Regions from separate parts of the Anser cygnoides genome. Here region 1 is linked to region 2. The links are chromatin contacts, called in public Hi-C maps. All regions are on one chromosome and are shown on one strand. Each heading gives the region's core, a stretch centred on a gene start, on an enhancer-like site or on the middle of the called end of the contact. The rest is flanking DNA. Distances are from core to core; before and after follow the strand shown. Region 1 holds the start of DUSP7 (dual specificity phosphatase 7). Region 2 has its middle 120 kb from the start of RPL29.

Region 1 (6,600 bases), core at 3,380-5,879, 190 kb before region 2:
TCATTTAAAGCCTGCTGATAAAAAGGGTATATAATCGGAAATTTTCTCCAGTTTTCTCCCTGCCAGGAGCCTGGAGCCTGGGAAGCAGAGGGAGGGAAGCAGGCAAGCCGTCGTTGCTGTTATCCCAGTTTGGTTGGATCAGAGGTTGCCCTGATGGCTGGAGGAGCCTGTGGGGACTCATCTCCTGCTTGTCCCTTTCTGTCCTGGATTTTACAGAAAGTATGGGGGCCTCCCAAGCTGTCATCGAAGCAGCTCTCTCAGCCAAAGCAGTGTGAGAAGTACTGGGCTGATATTTCTGGATAAATTAGGTTTTGGCTCTGCAGATTGGATTTGGTTTTTTTGCACCCAGGTGGAAGCGAACCCTTTGCTGTAAAAATGCAGATGATTCCTCAAACTCTGAAGATGGAGCCAGGCTATTCTTGGGTGCCCAGTGAAAGGGTGGGAGGCAATGGGCACAAACTGAAGCACGGCATGTAATGGTTAAATGTAAGGAAACACTTTTTCACTGTGATGGTGGTCGAACACTGCATCAGGTTGCCCAGAGAGGGCGTGGAGTCTCCATTCTTGGAGATATTGGGAACCCAACTGGGATGGGGTCCTGCTCCAGCAGACCCCGCTGCGATGCTCTCCAGAGGGACCTCCAGCCTTAGCCCTTCTGGGCTTCTGCAACCACTAAGAGCTGATCACAGAAAACAGAAAAACAGAGTTCTTGGAGCCTTGATTTTTGCTGCAAAGAGAAGATAACGTCCACCACAGCCTGCAACACTCTGCAGACACAGCTTTGCTCCTCCATGGTTGCCACAGAGCTTCTGGATCTACCTGGAGACATCTGCGTGGTGGAAAGGTGGGAACCAGCCTCAGGGGAAGCCTCCTACCCTGAGCCTCCTTCAGAAGGCCGGAACCTGGGCGTGGATTTTCGTTGCAGCTCTTGAGGGGTTTCCTCAACCTTGGCGGTGCTTTCCAGGTCTGACGAGAGGCAAAGATGATGTCAGAAGAGTCAGGTGGGAGGCAGGAACAGAGGCCCATGGAGATTGAGGCTAATCTGGAAGAAGGAGGAACACAAGTGGAGGCCGGGCACTGCAAAGGCGCTGTGAGGCCGCACATGCCTCCTTTTACATTTGGCCGTGTGGATTCTCCTGCAGGGACGTACCAGAGAACCATTGTGCAGTCTTTGGCCCAGAATCCACAGACACCGCGACATGCAAATCTCCAACTCTAGAGCAAAAGTGCCTTCCAGAGAGGGACAAGCGATGCTGTCCCATCTCGTAGAGCAAAAATGGCAGCACCCAGCAACTCATCAGCCTGAGCTCCCCGCATCCCGGCCCAGCATCTCCACTGGTGACTACACACGAGCAACACCACCCTGACCCTGCTGGACACAAGGCAGCTTCCCGCCGGCAGAATGCACTTCCCAGGGCTCAGCATCCACGCAGGATGGAGCCCACCGGAGAAGCAGGGCGGTGTGAGGAAGGGGAAATCTGCTCCCACCCCCAGGAGCTGCCTGCAGGTTCACGGCTGTTGCTGCACAGGGAGGGCTCGCTGCAGAAAGCGTCGCAGCGCGTAGATCCTCCCACTGATCGCTTGTGGGTGAAGTGCTTCACCAGGCCAAAGTCATCTGACATTTTTCTTGCGGGCGGCTGAAGCTAATGAATCCAGATTAGGCAGTGCGGAGGCTGGGGAGCTAGATTTCTGCTGAATATATACGAAGACAAATGTAAATTCTAAATTTCTAGGGAGTATTTTTACCCTGGCTCAGCGTTAGTGTTGATAAAAATAGTCACAAATTAGTGCAGGAGTAGAAAGTAAATTTGGGGTTTTTTTTATTTTATTTATTTATTTGTTTAATTTTACTGTTAAAGCCGTGCATCTATTTCTCTACCAGGAGTTAACCTCTTACATGCAATAATGAAACATTGTGTAAACAATGAACAACTGCCCTTCCCTGACAGATTTACTCCTACTTCAATTAAGTGATTAGTGAAGAGAACTGAAGTTAAATTATATATATATGTATATATAAAGTGATTCAATCCCAGAAATTCAGCACTGCAAGGAGGATGCTAAGGATGGTAGCATCAAACCAGCCCTCCTGCCTGTTTCCCTAGCAGCTAAATGTGCTTGCAAAGGTGACAGGGAGGGAGGCACTAACTCTGCTGTACAGGTGGGAAAACCTACTAACTGTGCTGTTACCTCTTGTCCTGCCGTGACTCTTGGTCTTTGTTTCTGCAACATAAAACAAAGATCCAGGTGGAAAATAGACGCCAAAACACAGCCCTGGGTAGAAAAAAGACATCAAAACACAGTCCCCGGGCTCAGGAGGTGAGAGGCGGTGGCAAAGGGAGTGAGGAACCGGAGGTGGCGGCTGCCTCAGCATCGCAGGGGAGCAGAGAATGGATGAGGACAAAAGCACCCCGAACCCAAGATGTGGCTGTGGCCACGGTGGGCTGGAAGGAGGGGGGAGTCCTCCCAGACAGGGACAAGGAGCAGAAGGATGCGTGCACACCTTTGTGTCAGGCACCCGCAGCCAGCTGAGGTGCGGCACGGAGAAGGGAGCCATCCGCTTGCTACTGCACAGCGTTGTCCTTGTCCCCAAACGCTTGGGACCCTTCAGAGCTGAGCCGAAAGCTGCTCATTTCTGGGCACCGACCTTTGCTGGCACCAAAGCCACGTGCACGGCAAGACCAAAAGTCACCGAAAGCCCCGAGGCGGCCCCCGGCCCCAGCTGCGTGCGTCCTCTCTGCCTCTTCTGCTCTCCGCAGGAAACCAGATGTGGGTGCCTGCTCCTTTGCAGGGCACCGAGGAGCGCAGAGCTCTCGGCAGAGCTTCCTCTGCAGGGGAGATGCGCCGGGAGGCGGCGGGGGGACGGCACGCGGGGACCCGCCGCCGGTGCACGGTGATGACTCGGTTTCATCTCGCTTTTGGCTTCGCTGCATTTTGGAGCAGCTGACTCAAGAGGGCAGCAAGCCGACAGGCTGGCACAGCCTCCAGCTGCCAGCCCTGCCCGCCCCTGACCCCGCCACGGGCCTGTCCCCCCGCGGGGCTGTGTTCACCATAACCCCACCGTAACCCACGCTCCTGCCACAGGAGGTGGGAGAAGCCGGGGGGGCTCTATTGCCCCCTCCCGATGTTCCCCGGCTCCTGGCTGGGCAGGCAGGGATGCCACGCTGCTGCTGGGTGACGTTCTCTGGCCCTCACCTTCACTGGCGAGAAATCTGGTCTTGCCTCTGCAGGTGATGCGCCTGGAACCTGTCCTGCTCGGAGGTTTACGTGTTCGCTAACGTGACCACAGGACGGAGGTGAAGCGCATCCCTGCTCACAGCGGTTACTGCTGCCTCCCAAAGGGGAGCCCAGGAGCCCCCCTAAAATTCCTGGCACTGAGCGTACCCCCAGTAGGCTGAGCATGCTCAGTACACCAAGGGCTTTAGACCCAGATGTGCCTTCTTTGCACAGCCCACTGCTGTTCCACTTAGGAATCGAAGGTACTTTGAGAAATGTTCTGAAAGGTCAGCTATTTTCACAGTGGCTTGCATAAGAACCTCAACATCCTTTGCTGCAAGAGTGGCGTTAGTAACTTCCTACTGCAACGCTGAATCACAATAGCTTCCCACAGCAACCAGCAGTAAAAATAAACTGGGCAAGGGGAAGTGGACAGCTTCAGCTGTTCCGCTTTCTCAGGCACACACTTGAGTCACAGAGAAGCAATGTAGAAGCAGACGTTTATTTTGCTGATAGCAATGAAATCCACGAACGGCTCTGAGCACGGTCCTGCTGAAAGCACAGGGTTTTGTAACGGGATGCTCGACGTGCTCGAAGTTCAGCATGTTCCCAAGTGCTGCGCTGGTTCTGCATTCCCATTAGGGTTATGCTTAACGACCAGGCTAAAAGGAGACAGGCTGGGGCTGCGTGCTTTATACAATCCAGCATGTATTTTTTTGCCTAGGCACACAGCATCATTCGAACAGCAGCTTTAAAGCCTGTTACAACTCAGACTGCGTACGTGTGTTTGTGTGCGCGTGTGCAGGGAAGGGGGGTGTTACAGAACGACATCTTTCCCGTTACACAAGACACATCCCGGGCCTTGACTTTCAGCCGGCTGGGAAAAACCCCGCAGACACCCAGCCGGGTCCCTGAGCCTGGGAGTCTGCTGCTGGGGCAGACCCAGGCCCTTTACCCTCTGTGGCAGTATTTTCAGGGAGGGCGTAGAGCGAGGGGCTACAGTGAGAAGAAGCTGTTGCCACGAAGGCACGGCTCGTCCGTCTTGGGCTGGGAGCGGCTGATGCCCGCGGGGATTTGGGGAGCGCAGGCCTGGAGGATTCCCGGGGGGGGGGCCTGGACCCGCCGCCGCCTCCCCGGGCCTGGGTCCCGCCGCCGAGGCCCGCGGGACCCCGCGCCCCTTCCCGCGCTCGGCGGCCCCGCCCCTGCCCATATACGGCCGCCCGCCTCCCTCCCGCCGCGCCCTCATTGGCTCCGGCGGACGGCGGGGGCGTGGCGGCGCGGGAGGGGGCGCGGCCTGTCGGGCGCGCCATGGCGGGGCGGGGCGCGCCGAGCTGTGCCGCGCCCCCGGCCCCCCCCGGCCCGCCCCCCGGCCCGCCCCCGCGGCACGACCCGGCGGGCCGGCGGAGAGCCCCGCTTTAAGGGAGGCCGCCGGGATGGGGCGCGCCGCCTAGGGCAGAGCGGGGCCGCCGTGCTCCGGGCCGCAGGCAGCGCGCAGCGCACGGCCGGGCCGAGCCCAGCCCAGCCCAGCCCAGCCCAGTCCAGCCCAGGGAGCCGCGGCGGGGGTGGCCGCTGGGGGCCGGGCCCTCGCTCGCTCGCTGGCCGCCCGCCCGCCCGCCGCCGCCGCCGAGCCCCATGAAAACGCAGGTCTGGGGGAGCTCCCCGCGGGCGCCCATGGCTGCGGCGATGCCGTGCAAGAGCGCGGAGTGGCTGCAGGAGGAGCTGGAGTCGGGAGGCGGCCGGTCGCTGCTGCTGCTCGACTGCCGCCCCCACGAGCTGTTCGAGAGCTCGCACATCGAGACCGCCATCAACCTGGCCATCCCCGGGCTGATGCTGCGCCGCCTGAAGAAGGGCAACCTGCCCATCCGCTCCATCATCCCCAACCACGAGGACAAGGAGCGCTTCGTCAAGCGCTGCAAGGCCGACACCGTGCTGCTCTACGACGAGGCCACCGCCGACTGGCAGGACGGCGGCGCCGCCACCTCCGTGCTGGGGCTGCTGCTCCAGAAGCTGCGCGACGACGGCTGCAAAGCCTATTACCTGAAAGGTGAGCTGCCCCCCGCCCCGGAGCCCCGGCCGGCCCTGCTCCCGCACCCCCCCCCCGCGCCGCCGGGTGCAGCGATCCCCCCCGGCTTTAATCCCCGGAACAAAATGGTGGGAGGCTGCCAGCGCCCCGCTGCCTTCTCCCCCCCCGGCAGCGGCGGCAGCCTTCGTGCCCGGCGGGGGCAGCCCCCTGCGTTCCCCGCAGCCTCCCCTGCCCCGACCCCAGCAGCCCCCGGCTGGGTCGCTGCAGCCCCCGCGGCGCCCCACGCCTCTCCCCTTCAGAAAGGGCCTCCGTCCCTTGTATTTCCCTTCCCCAAAAAAAGCCGCCCGCACCCCCCATTCACTTTCCTTGGAAACAGCAGCCTGTCTGGGAGGGGGCTGCCCCCCCCCACCTCCCCCGTAGGACGATGCAGGAGCCGGGGGGGGGGGGACCCTGCGTATCCCCCCCCCCCCCCGCACATGCCCTTTCCTGCGGTTTTGGGGTATCTGGGGACCGTTTCGGAACATCCCGGCGGGCCTCCGTGTGGGGCTGAGCGGAGCCCGCAGCCGGGCTGCCGGCCCCTTCCCGGGCTGCCGGTGCGGTCGCTGGGTGGCGGCGTTGGGGCAGGAATAGCAGCGGAGGCGAGGCGGCCCTGCGGGGGAGGGGTGCGAAAGCTGCCACTTGCAGCCCTTTAAAAACGCTGCTGCTCCTTAATAGACCCTTTTATGGGAGCCGGGGGAGCCCCTGGTATGGGCCTGGGGAGGCAGGGAGATAGGCAGGTATTTGGGGACGAGCCCCCAGAGCGCACTGCTCTGCACCAGCCTCCTCGGAAAGCGACGTGGAGGGGGGGACCCAGGCCCCGAGCACAGGGACTGGCCCTCTTCCCCGTGCCCCCCTTCCCTCTGCTCCCTGCCGGTGCTGGTGGGCGAAGCCCCCAGCCCGTCCTGGCTTCGAGCTTCCCAACGAGCCCTGCTGCTCCTCCGCTTTGACTTCGTGTTTCTCTCCCCGTCGTCCTCCTCCTCCTGGAGAGGAGGGAGCAGCTTTGAAGTTGCTCTGAGCTGTCCCTAACGGGCGGGGGGCTGGGGGTGAGCCCCTTTCTCTGCCTCTTTCCGGGAGCCTTGGTGGGAAATGTTTCCAATTAAAATTCCAAAATGGCTCCTCGGCGCTGTCTGGCTGCGCGGGAGGGAGGAGGAGGAGGAGGACAAGCCTTTTTTCATGAATGGATGTGGCAGGAGCTATCTGTCCTGCTCGGTGACCCCGCCACAACCACCGAACCCACTAACAAAGTTTCCAGGAGGCCTTTCTAATTAAACCATTTGTCAGTGTCAGATACTGATGGCTGGATGCTGGTTTAATGTTGCCTG
Region 2 (6,623 bases), core at 1,934-4,433:
AAGTTAACTTCTTTTTAGAGGGAATAGTGTTGCCCGTGAGCCTTTTGGAAGATGTATTGATTACAAGTTCACAAAACTCAAGGCTAATGGACAGTTTGGGTGGGTTCCAGGACGTCAGGAAATCAGTTGTGCCCCTTCTGGCTGATCTTGAAAGTGTCAGGGCTCAGTAACACTATCCAGAGGCAAGCAGAAAAATGAAGCAAGAAGAAAACACTCTCCTGCTGTACGTTACTTGTCTCTGATCTGGGCTACACGATCAGTCTGGAGCGGTGCTGTGCATGAAGTTGGAGGGGTAATTACACAGGGCAGGGCACCTCCCAGTGGGGTTTGGTGAATTAGGAAAGCAAGTCAGGCAAACCCGTTTAATGTTTTGATACCACACATCAGGAAGGGGGGAAAGACTTCAGTCTCAAGGATACGAAGTATATTTTGCAAGCGTGATGTATCTGTAGAAAAACATTTTTGTTGACTACCAGATCGCTTCACTCCTGTTAAAACTAAGGGCAGCATTCACGTGGGCTGCATTAGTAAGGGAGAAGGATTTTCGCAAGCAAATATTTTTATCTGGAAACCAGATCTACCAGGAGATGCGAAAATGTAAAGACCCAATTCTTAGATCTCTTGCACCAATAAATTTCTGTGAAAGAAAAAACAAGGCTGATGCCTATACTTGTGCTGCCTACAGATTGCAGGCAAGTACTTTCTTTAAACTCTGTTTTCTGAAATAATACTTTGGAAGATCTGTTTCATTCAGAACGGGAAATGAAATTTGTTGCAGGCACAGCCACTTTGCTGTATGGAGCTAAATGGATTGAATGTAGTTATCTGCCTGATGTACTCCCTGGGCATAATGGAGTCTTCTGACCACGTCAAAAGGGGAAGAAAGGCAAGCCACTTGCATTTTGTGCCTCTGTGGATAAAGTGGAACAAGATGAACCCATTTAATTTGCTACATGAAAGCAGACTTGAAGCATATTGGTTGGTGTGTGTTGTGTTTTTTTTTTTTTCTAGAAGCCAGTGGCATGGGTATTCTTTCTGTGCTTGGCAAATGCATGTCACAGACAAGCGATCCCACCAGATAATGTTGTCACTAGCACTTAATGTCAAACGGGGCTCTTGTAAGTCATCCTTGCGGCTTTGACTAATGAAATGCCGAGTGAACTGATAAGTGTCCCTTTCACAGCCAGCCTGACAAAATGTGGGAAAAGCTACATCTGAGCAGAAGCCTGGCTTCTGTACCCTTCCATCACTCCAGGAGATGGGATGGGATTTGCTCTCTTAGCTCTAGCTGGAAACAATGGGCACATGATGGGTTGAAGGTGCACTTACTCGTTTATTTGGTATTTCAGCAAGGCCTCATTCAGAATATGAAATTGTAAGTCTTTTTTCCTTTTATTCCCAGAAAGGATTTAAGTTTGAACTTATTTTTGCTACATATTTGTGGGGCTTTGGGGTATCAGACCCCAAGAACACTTTGTTCCATGAGATCTAGTGATCTCATCTCTCTGTATCCCTGCTCTCTTTCCCATTCTTTGCATGCCATGTCTACACAGGCTTCAGGTGTTTCAGACCTTCAGTGGTTTGCTGATCAAGTCTTTATAGCCTTATTTTCCATAATCATTTTAGTAGTTGCTTTGAAACCTCTGTTCCAAGCTTAACCAGATGTGAATTACAAGCCAGAAGCTCTTGAATAGAGCCTGTATCTAGAAAGAGGCAATTTTCCATACACCACAAACAGCAAAACAGACTTGCATCAGTGGAGTTTCTTGTAATACAAGTACTAGTGGTCCCTGTACAGAACTAAATGGATCAGACTGAATTAGGTAGTGACAAAGATCTTAACAGAGATATCAAGGGTACAGTAAACACAAAATATAAATGATCTCCTCCAACCCTACCTGGAAACCCTGCCAGCTTGGGCTGTTGTACCATGCCCCGTGTGGTGGAATTTCTTGTCTGGAGACACATCTCAAAAAGAAGAACCTGATCAAGTGTCACTATTTGAACTTACACAGCCTCAATCCTGTCTTGAGAAAAAGAGATTTTGTTCCAAAGGAAGTCATGAATGTTTGAGTCTGCGCCTGTGCATCCCAGTGAGTCCGACCAGCCCAGAGGCAGGTCCTGCCAGGGAGAGGGCCGCAGCAGGGCAGCCTTGTCCCAGTGGCTTCCCCGTGTCAAACAGTGGGATGAGTGCGTTTCCCCACAGCTGACAGCTTCTGAGAATTCATCAGCATGGGACTTTTACCCCTTCACGTGTGGTTCTTCAGTAATTGTTGTGAATGAGCTCAGCTCCGAGTCATTTAGGATCTTGTCAGAGTGTTTGTGCCTAAATGGCCTTGGTGGGGCAGGTGGATGTTTTTCCTGAAGATGGTGAAATGAAGCTCTCCAAATGCTGGGTGTGCCAAAGCTGTGCCCTCAGGCCAAAAACTTGGTCAAGAGCCACCACGTTACAGGCACTGACCAGGTGATTTTCCAGAAGTGATTATAGTAAGGAAACAGAAGACAAAGAGGAAAGTGTCACTTCAACATTATAGATGGTGTTGGGAGGAGAATACCCGTTTTAGTGGAAATAATCCATTTACTAACAGCATGGGTTACGCCAGTAGAAAAGGGTTTGTCCTGCTTTCACTTGGCTTCTTTCCAGTGTGAGTAAAGGTGTATTGCAGACACAGCCTGTATGCAATGCGGGCTGGCAGGGATGAGATAAACCTCTGTTAGAGGAGCAAACTCTTTCATCTGGAGAGAAGACCCGAAATGCCTTTTCCAACCCACTTAAGAAGGTGAGGGCTGAAGACTCCTTCCCTGCTGGCTGACAAATTTCATTAGGCTCAGCTTTCACACAAAAGTAAATTAAAGCTAAAGAAAGCACAACAGGGAAAAGTCCCATCATCTCACAGCACGGCTCACCTGCAGAGAAGTCTTTTTTTGACAATTCTTTTTTTTGGTGTTGTTTTTAATTTCCTAATTAGAAATAATGATGTGTTTCCTGGGTCAAGAAGACCTCCTTGCTGTGAAATATTAGACCACTTTTGACAGTGTAACTAAAAATAGGCAGACACGCACACGTGTATGTGCACACATTAGCAAGAATAAACATGCAATGCTTTTTGCTTAATTATGAACATACTTTCTTCAGAAGAAAAACGCCTTTGCCTCTAGTTAGTTGTTTCTCAAGTAAATAGTGAGAGGGAGTTTTCTGAAGAACAGATGGACTGGAATGAGGAATAGAAATATTTTCAGTCAAAGAGGGGCTGGATGATGTAATAAGCCACAGGAACAAAGTTCAGTTATTTTGTGCTCTCATCCAGACCTCAGAGCTGAAAATGCCTCTGTTGTTAATTTCAGATTCATCTGCTTTTGAAGGCTGGCTCTGTCTTTAAATGCTATTATAATACAGAGTTAAACTGAGCAAATAGTGATTGAGCAATGATGGAAGAATATATTTGTCAGTGCTGGAAGCGCGTGGGTGGTGTTTGCACTGCAGACGATAGGCCAGATATGTGTTTGATCGTGCTGGAGGCAAAAGGATGTACCTTGAGTAACCTTAGTGAAGGTCCTCAAGACCTGCATCTGCCTGGCTGAAGTGAAGCTGGCTTTTGAGGTCTGGCCTTTGAGGGCTCGATAGCTGCTCACGAATGCTTCTAGACACGTGGCTAGCTCTTGTGCTGGTGACTGACCTCCTCCCTGCTCCGCTCACCCACAGGGCTCTGCTGTGAGGGCTTGGAGGTGTGCACCTGTCCCACGGGGAGAGGGGAGCTCGTGCAAGGCCGAGGCAGAAGGAAGGGGATGAAGGAGTGATGGGGGCCTTGCTCAAGAGCTTGGTGCAATTTAGTACACGACTGTGGGGTGAGAGTTAAAATGACGGCAGTTGGAGCAGTTTGGTGAGCCTTTTGCAGTCAGGCCGGACGAGGCCGCAGCTTCTGAGGGAGCCCAAGCAGACTTCACCTATCGTAGCTCTAGCACTAGTGGTCATTTATCCTTACACTGTTCCGTTAGAAAAATGCCAAATGGTTACAAGGTGCTCCCAAAGGAGAATACAGCCATGATGGTTGTGTGACATTGCAGTAGGCCAATTTACTCAAGTGGAGAAATCTTTATTACCAAGAGCTCCTTGGTAAGTAGAGACATGTCTGCCAGTCCATCCTTTGGCTACAGACAGAGAAGACTCTCGTGTGCTAAGCACAAATTCCATGGAAGGAGACAGCCCTGGCAGAAGCACTCCTCAACAGAAAATATGTGCAGGAGGAAGGGCAGGTATGTGGTATGGAGTCTTGAATACTTGCCAAGGAGCTGGTCTATGTATTTCATCTCTCTGAGGAATCCCAGAGTCTGTGTGATACAGTGAAGGTCCTCTGAGATGGAGCGTTTCTGGCCATAAGTAACGTTCCTGTTTACTCCCACTGACGCTTTATGTAACAGTCCTGCTCTACTCCTGACTGCTTGTCAGATCAAAAATAGCTTTCCTTCTGACGGATGTCTTCATGCTGGAGGGGAACCGTGGGGATTTTCTTATGTTATAATACCTGTTCTTGCTGTTGGTCATATCAGTGCTGTCTTCTGAAGGAGCGTGGAGGCTTGAAAATGGATGATGAAGGTCCAGGTGCTGAGTACCCATATTTTTTATTTTTCCTGGATATTTCCTTACCAGAAGTAAGGATTTATAAGAACAAGGTTGTTTCTGGGGGATAGAGAGACTATGATCAGTTAGGTGCTTTGAGGAGTTTTCCCATTAAAACACAAAATAAAAATCCTAATATCATGATCTCGACTTTACATTGGGTTTCTGACTTTGCCATGTAGTGTTTTCATTTACATTGTGGAAGGCAAGGCTGTTTGTGCTAGGAAAATGATGCGAAGGCAAACATCCAAGCATGTCCGTGGTACTCAAAACTGATGATACATTCCAGCTGCCTACGACCTGATCCCAAATCAACTGCTCATATGGCAGCACCAACTGGAGGGATGTTTAAATTGCCTTGAAACATTTAAAAATAAATACATTAATAACAATAATAATAATAAAACTTTTAGTCCCTATGTGCGGTTTCTTCTTCCCCTTCTGTGAGAAGTGGAAGGTACAGCACTGCTGGTGAAATACCATGGTTCAGTGCTCCAGGGGCCCCATCACAGTGTGAGGCAGGACCTGAAAATCGCAGCAGCATCTTAAAGCAATTCAAGGTGTCAACAACCACGTTTCTGTCAGGAAAGCTGCTTTGAGGATGCACCAAGCTCATCTTCCAGCGCTCGCTGAGGTCATGCCTCAGCTCATGTTCAATGAACAGCAAAGCTTGTGGTGATGAGTTGGGCTCTGATTCTTTCCGAATCTTCTACCTCACTTGGAGATTTACCAGGACAAAAGTTCCCACTGGATCGTTTTGAGCCATCTTCCTTCTCTGTTAAAGAGAGGAAGAGAGGCAGCAGCTAAAACTTGATCTTGTTCAGAAGAGCTCTAATTATTTATGTCCCTTTTATGGACTGCTGCTTCCAGCAGCTTTCTCTCATGTTGCGGTTGTGGGTTGCACTGACTGGTACTGCTGTGTGTTCAGCTGGGCAAATATCGCCTGCCATGCTCCATGAATGTCCTCCCTTGATCAAAAAACTAGAGTTTCTTTCAGCTGTGTTTATTTCTCTCTTTGTCTGCTTTCTTTCCATCTCCACCCATCCACCATACCCCCACCAGTAAGACCTGCTGCATGCTTTTTCTTGATGCTAACACAACCAGAAAATACAGTTGCTTTTAATTTTGTGTTATTTTTTGGACTAGACCTCCAAAAATTGTGCTTTCACCTCTCTTCCTCATATCTGCTCAGTAAGCAGTTTTGAGATATTTCAAGGGATAAATGTCATGTTCATGTATTCCAAAACTCCAAGGCCTTGGTTACATGGGGGATGCCTGCCCAGAATAAGGCAACAGAGGCTGTTACACCCACCAAATGCTTCCTCATCTGGACACAGCCCTGCTTTGTACTCTCAAAATGTATAGGAAAGAATACACCTGAGTACAGGCACAGACATGTGGCACAACATGTTATCATTGTGTTTAAAAAAAAAAAAAGTTTTGCTGGTAGAACCATATCTGCACATGGGATTGCTGCCAAGGCAGCTCCATTGGTGAGGATCACACCTCTTTGTGACCCTGACCAGCAGAGCTGTGCTGGGAGAAATGCTTGTGCACCCATCACCAGTCATTGCTTTTTTTTTTTTTCTCTTTAAAAGGACTCTGCTGATGGGAAGCAGGGAAGAGCAAGAGACCTGGAGTGAATTCCTCTGCTTCACCCACAAAATAGCTCCCATGGGAGAGGAGGGGCTGATAAATGGGGTGTGAGTTTGAGATACTGATCCCCTGACAGAAATGCGTGTTGGCTGAAATGGTGTGAATCCAGGCTGCCGTTGTCTCTTTGGTATTATTCCAGGGACATTACTCTTGTTACAGCTGGAGAAGAGCCAGGCGAGTTTGGTCCTTGGTGGGAGAGGATAAGCATTGTGTGGTCCCAGCTTTCTGCAGCACTCCTGAAATTCATCCATGCTTCAAGACTGCATTGGTTATTTCAAGCCTGCCAGTGGTCAGTTGACTTTCTTCCATTTAGCAGAATCAAAAGAATCATTTGCAAAATCACCCAGTG

The links. Hi-C and Micro-C count contacts between places; a contact is called where the count stands out from the background.
Region 1: a contact with region 2 is called in a Hi-C map of liver, with 2.3 times the contacts expected there. The contact joins the promoter of DUSP7 here to the enhancer-like site in region 2. A contact is called at or near these places in 2 of 7 Hi-C or Micro-C datasets (both in liver).

The regions. Positions count from the first base shown.
Region 1 is chr10:17,641,525-17,648,124 of Taihu_goose_T2T_genome, reverse strand. It overlaps DUSP7 (dual specificity phosphatase 7), which reads left to right and starts at 4,629. Exons shown (of 3, transcript XM_048074605.2): 1 at 4,629-5,260. The coding sequence starts at 4,849.
Region 2 is chr10:17,452,526-17,459,148 of Taihu_goose_T2T_genome, reverse strand. No RefSeq gene overlaps it. Among named protein-coding and RNA genes, the nearest start is that of RPL29, 120 kb to the right of the region's middle. Within about 2 kb of position 3,183, at least 2 of the 3 cell types and tissues checked have open chromatin away from gene starts, as enhancers often do. A contact at or near this core is called in liver, where this site is marked.